Linked DNA regions of Mus musculus: region 2 is linked to region 1. Evidence: chromatin contacts called from public promoter capture Hi-C data. All regions are on one chromosome and are shown on one strand. The core of a region is the stretch at or near the end of the contact, and the rest is flanking DNA. Distances in the headings are between cores, read along the strand shown. Region 1 holds the start of Zmiz2 (zinc finger, MIZ-type containing 2). Region 2 holds the start of Tbc1d10a (TBC1 domain family, member 10a).

Region 1 (2,799 bases), core at 145-2,644:
CTGCCATTAAGCTACATCTAGAGATGCTCCCACCCCCGTCATATTTTGTGTCTGAAGTTTTTTGTTTACTGGTAGGCTCTAGTTGCTCGTGTACCACTTGTTAGAGATGTCCTTCCTCCACTGAATTGCTTTGGTGTCTCTGGGAGTATTTGTGTGGCTATTTTCCCATCTCTTCTCTTTTCCATTAAGTCGTGCTTTTGTCTTGATTCCTGTTCCTATTTCCTGACATCCACATGGTTGTTCCAGACCCCACATGTCAGATCTTGGGAGGAGTTCTTCCCACCAGGTCAGCTGCCAGGATCCAGCAGGAGCAACATAGATGCCAGCCTCTGCTGCCAGTCTGGCACATTCTGTCTCCAGCTGCCTAGGCAGGACCTGGCCTGGGCTAGAATCAAGTGTAGTTGCCTCTGAGGGCCAGGGGACAGAGCCTGTGGATGAGGTGGATGAGGTTTCTCTTCCCTGGTAGCCTGGTGCTGGGTGTGAGAAGGATCTCTGGGAGCCTAAGGCTGCCCAGGCAAGGGCAAGTCACAGTCCCCTTTTCTCTCTTTCTCTTATCCGTTCTGGGGCTTTGTGTGTGTAGCCCTGCCCTGCAGAGCCTCCAGGTCTGTACTGAGCCCTGAGTGGTAAGCACAAAGAAATGTTTGTTCCAGAGCTGAGTGGGTGCTGCGATACCCCTCTCTCCCCTAGACAAGAGGCTTGTGAGTGCTGAGTGGAAGATGGAAATCACCAGATCTGATAATGGTTCAAAAGGTATGTGTGGCAATCACACAGCCCCTACCAAGAGAGGGTTTCAGACAGGAGCACCCAGGCCTTCCCAGAGGTCCCTGAGAAGTGCCCAACACATGGCTTGTGTGCCATTCTGGTGAGACCAAGCAGAGGTAGGCACGCATGTGGTCCAGGGTATATTAGGACCTGAGTGGATGAGGCACTGAGAAAGGCAAGGAGTGGGAGTCTTCTGTACCAGTCGCTGCTCTTACCTGCTGTTGCCTCCCTGTCCACCAGCCACTGCTACGGTTTTCTAAGAATGAAGCCCAGTTGGTCCCATCTTGTAGATGTGCGTTAGCATGGTCTGGCTTTGTGACTACCCCCCACACCTGCTGTGCTGTGTGTGTCACTGCCATGTTGGGAATTCACAAGTGTCACAGATGGGTCTTTGGGGGGGGGCAAGATGTCCACTTGACCATATACTTAAGGTCATATTTGTCTCAGGGGTGTGTGTGTATGTGTGTGTGTGTGTGCACCTACATGCATGCATACATGCACGCACGCGCGCGCGCGCACACACACACACACACACACACACACACACACACACACACGCCTGCTCCCCTCAAGTCGTCTGGATCAGCTTGAAGGTCCTGTGACCTGAAGCCCTTCTGCCACCCTCTTGATAGGAGAGAGCTGCCAACCAGGGGCTGGGTCAGTGCCTGTGTCCTGTGTCAGCCGTGTCGGTACAGCCACCCTAAGGCCAACCTGGTGGATGGACTGCCGTTGTACATCTGCTGCCTGACTTTTCAGCATCTGCCTCAAAGAACACTCAAGCTCTGCTCCTTCTCAGGTCTCTGGGCTCCGCAGGGTGGGGGCTACCCCTCTGACCTTCTCCAGGGCCTGCTGAGGGTTCCTGGCTTCCTATGATTTATATGGGAAAGGGAATGTGGGAAGTATTTGATATCAGAAAGCCCTTTCCAGGGTTGATCCAATGGCTTAAGATGACAGAGCCCTTGTTAGAGTTGCTTTGCACTGCATTCTGGGCTGACATTTGCCAACGCTACTACCCTGGCTTTGTCCGTGCTACCATGAGCATCTAAGCTCCTGCCTTCTCCCTCCTGTCCCGCAGCCGGAGCAGCAACTCCCGGATAAGCTCCAGCACATTGGGCCTGTAGGCTGCTCCATCACCAATGAACCCCATGAACCCCATGAAACCCGCCCTGCCCCCTGCACCACACGGGTGAGTGTGGGCTTCTGTGGCCTGCCTCTAGCAAGCCCTTGGCCTTCTGACCCTGCCTTAACCAGCTGCTCTCTTTTAGTGATGGTTCATTTGCATATGAGTCTGTGCCTTGGCAACAAAGTGCCACTCAGCCAGCTGGGTCACTGTCTGTGGTCACTACTGTGTGGGGAGTTGGCAACGCAACCCAGAGCCAGGTGAGTGTGTATCAGGGCCACCCCACTCCCACCCCCACCCCCCAGCCCTCAGGATCCAGAGTCTTGGTGGTGCCTCTACCATCTTAGGGCTCCAAGAACCAGGGACCAAGCGGACTGTCTGAAGCACAAGGATGGGGCTTCCTGAGGGTCTCAAGTCACTAGGTGCCTTTCTTCTGTACTACCATGGGATGTCTTCCCCTGGCTCCAGAGACCCTTCCAGTCAGAACTATAGACAACCACTCCTGCCACCCAGGTCCTCCCCCATTTGCTGGGCATCTCTTGGCATCTAGCACTTTAGGGCTGTGTCTTAAAGACAGTAGTTTGGCTGGTTCTCTCTGGTGACTCCCACTTCCTTGTAGGTTTTAGGGAACCCCATGGGCCCTGCAGGAAGCCCCCCTGGTGGTTCCATGATGCCTGGTGTGGCAGGTGGCAGCTCTGCCTTGACCTCCCCGCAGTGCCTGGGACAGCAGGCGTTTGCTGAAGGAGGTGCTAGCAAGAGCTACGTACAGCAAGGCGTGTATGGCCGAGGGAGCTACCCTGGGGGATCCAGCTTCACTACTGGGTAAGCCAGTGACTTGAAACCATCAGCCTGTCAGTCCTGCAGAAGGGTTGGATGTTGCCTGCTCCTCCCCTACTGTCTCTAGTAGCTACAGTGGA
Region 2 (2,855 bases), core at 39-2,538, 2.2 Mb before region 1:
TTTCTCTGTGTAGTCCTGGCTGCCCTGGAACTCACTTTGTAGACCAGGCTGGCCTCAAACTCAGAAATCTGCCTGCCTCTGCCTCCCGAGTGCTGGGATAAAAACCACCACGCCCAGCTTTGTACTTTTTTTTTTTTTTTTTTTTTTGAGATAGGATTTTTATTTGTAGCCCAGTCAGTCTGTCCGGAACTTGTAAACTGTTTTAGCCTACAGAGTACAGGCATCTGTTATCATGCCTAATTTATCTTTAATTTTTATGTATTTGTGCATGTGTAGGTGTGTCGGTGGGGTGATGGAATTTAAATATAGGAAGTATGTATATACCTTAAATAGATGGAAGTGGTGGTATGCTAACCATATTTCAATAAAACTATTGGGGAGTCAGGCAGGATAGCCCACATCTGTAATCCCAGCACTTGGGAGACAGGGAGGGCCCTAGACTACATAGTAAAGTCAAAGCCACTTTGGAGACCCTATCTCAAAGAAAAACAATACAAATCAACCCTCACCAGAAAGGTGTTGGGAAGAAAAAGGTAGAGCTTAGGTCTGATATATATATATGTGTGTGTGTGTGTGTGTGTGTGTGTGTGTGTATGTGTATATATATATATATATATATATATATATATATATAATTTGGTTTTGGGTTTTGGTTTTTCGAGACAGTGTTTCTCTGTGTAGCCCTGGCTGTCCTGGAACTAACTCTGCAGACCAGGCTGGCCTCGAACTCAGAAATTCGCCTGCCTCTGCCTCCCAAGTGCTGAGATTAAATTAAAGGCGTGAGCCATCTTGCCCGGCTGTTCTGTATTATTCTTATAGGGTCTCCCACGAGCTAATTTGCATCCCCCTAAGCAGAACAGCCAGGTGGTTCAGATCCCTAAGCCCACTTGCGTCTCATCACTGTTCTTGAAAATGACCTGGCGAAGTAGCGCTACCCACGACCCTGTTTCCCATGGAGGCAGAGACCTTAGGACCTCTAGGGAAGCCCTAGACCTTCTGCCAGAGAGCAGCAGCAGGTGACACACCAGCTCCGGGCCAACCCGGAAAAGCCAGACGAGCTAGTCCAGGTGAGTTTTTGTGATTGGCAGCCAGGGAAGGCGGGCCCTTGGTGACGGTTGTCCCGCCCCCTCACGTCGGTCCACTTGGCGCCAGGCTGGAGGAGGGGCGAGGCTCGGGACCCTCGGCACCCATTGGGCGCGTGGTGGGAGCTCCCTGGGTATCCGCCCCCAGCTTTGTGGCAGCCAATGGGCACAGTGCGTGGGAGGGGCGTCGGCAGCGTCGGCGGAGGCCGGGCGGCTCAGGCGGCTGAGGTGGCCGCTGGCGCTCTGGTGGCGGGCGCGGCCGATATGGCGAAAAGCAGCAGAGAGAATGGGCCGCGCGAGCCCGCAGCAGGCGGGAGCCTGTCTGGGACCCGGGAAAGCCTGGCCCAGGGCCCCGACGCCGCCACCGCCGACGAGCTGAGCTCGCTCGGCTCCGACTCGGAGGCCAACGGCTTCGCCGAGCGCCGCATCGACAAGTTCGGATTCATCGTGGGTTCGCAGGGCGCCGAGGGCGCGTGAGTAGCTCTGGGGTCTGGGCCGGGCGCGGGACCAGCACAGGCGTGGGCCTGACCCACCAACGTGTCTCCACTGTCCCAACCCCACAGATACGCCGCAAGCGGCAGCCTACTTTCTACCTACGAACAGAAAGGCCATTCCCTTCCTCCTGGTCTTCCCCAAACCGACTGATCCATACCCTCCAAGGAGAGTATCCCCGATGGGGGTTTCCCATCTCCAGCTCATAATCTCGCAGGTTACTCTGGCCTTAAAGCTTTGCCACCCCCTGACACGCGCACAGATGGCTGCCCCATACTTTGCCCACAGCTATTCTCCATCTCCCCCTACCCCACAGAATCCTTGTCTCGCCACCTCAGTATCGGCACCCCAGGAAATCTTAAGACTTCAGGACTCCGAGCTATTCCAGGTCGCGCTAACCCTTACCTCCAGACACATATCTCAGAAGGATTGACACTGGCCAGCCCCCTCCCAGAGGGTCCCATCTTGACTCCCAGTTTCTTTTCATCATGGAAAGGTCTCTCCTCATTACACACCCTCTGCCAAAAGGCAGCTTTGTCCATTGTCACAGGCAACAGGTGGGCCGACACTCCTTCCCAGTAGTTATAGGGCACCTCAACTCTAGGACTCCCCTGTCAGCTTCATCACAGGGGAGCCAGCCAGTAGACTCCCAGGCTGCCGTGTTTATGTCCTTCCTTCCCAAATCCAGATCTAGGACTGGAGAAGGAGGGAGACAGCACCCCACCCTTGAGCTACCAGGTACCCAGCTTTCCATTAGAGAAAGCTGAGGCAGGAGTAACACCTTCCCTCCAAGCTGAGCATGTTGGGCTACAGATTTGTACACAGCAGAACCCCTAGAAGCCCGCCCTCCCAGAGACTGCGGATGCGATCTGGTGGTCTCTTCAGGAAGATGGCCTCTAGATCCTGCTTTCATTCCACTTGTCTTGTGATAGGAGACTAGCGCCATACCCAGAACTGACAAGCCTCCCTGTCATAGTGTACCTCCCAGTTTATAGAGCCTCACAGGCACCATGGAAGCCCTACGCCAGTATATATTCTCCCTCTCCTCTGACTGATTGTGACTGCCCAGGATGTCCCCAGCTGTTCTTGGGACTTACAGAAGTGCTTGATTATCTTAAGAACCCACTCCATGAAGCTGTCCCATATAAATGTCACTTCCACCATATCACCCTCCCTCCCCAAGAGTCTCTTATTCACGAGGCCTCCTCCTCCTTAGAAGGAGAAAATTTTAAATCCAGGCCTCTGACCTATGTTTCCTCCCACCCACTGGATCTGTCTCTT

Evidence for each region. Promoter capture Hi-C pulls out the DNA fragments that hold promoters and counts their contacts.
Region 2: a promoter capture Hi-C map of liver shows a contact between it and region 1, with 6 times the contacts expected there. The contact joins the promoter of Tbc1d10a here to the promoter of Zmiz2 in region 1. A contact is called at or near these places in 2 of 39 promoter capture datasets (liver and pre-B cells) and 2 of 9 other capture datasets (liver and pancreatic islet).

What each region holds. Positions count from the first base shown.
Region 1 is chr11:6,393,731-6,396,529 of GRCm38.p6, forward strand. Zmiz2 (zinc finger, MIZ-type containing 2) reads left to right here and starts at 1,395. Exons shown (of 19, transcript NM_028601.3): 1 at 1,395-1,558; 2 at 1,838-1,948; 3 at 2,028-2,142; 4 at 2,502-2,704. The coding sequence starts at 1,899.
Region 2 is chr11:4,185,545-4,188,399 of GRCm38.p6, forward strand. Tbc1d10a (TBC1 domain family, member 10a) reads left to right here and starts at 1,289. Exons shown (of 9, transcript NM_134023.1): 1 at 1,289-1,555. The coding sequence starts at 1,347.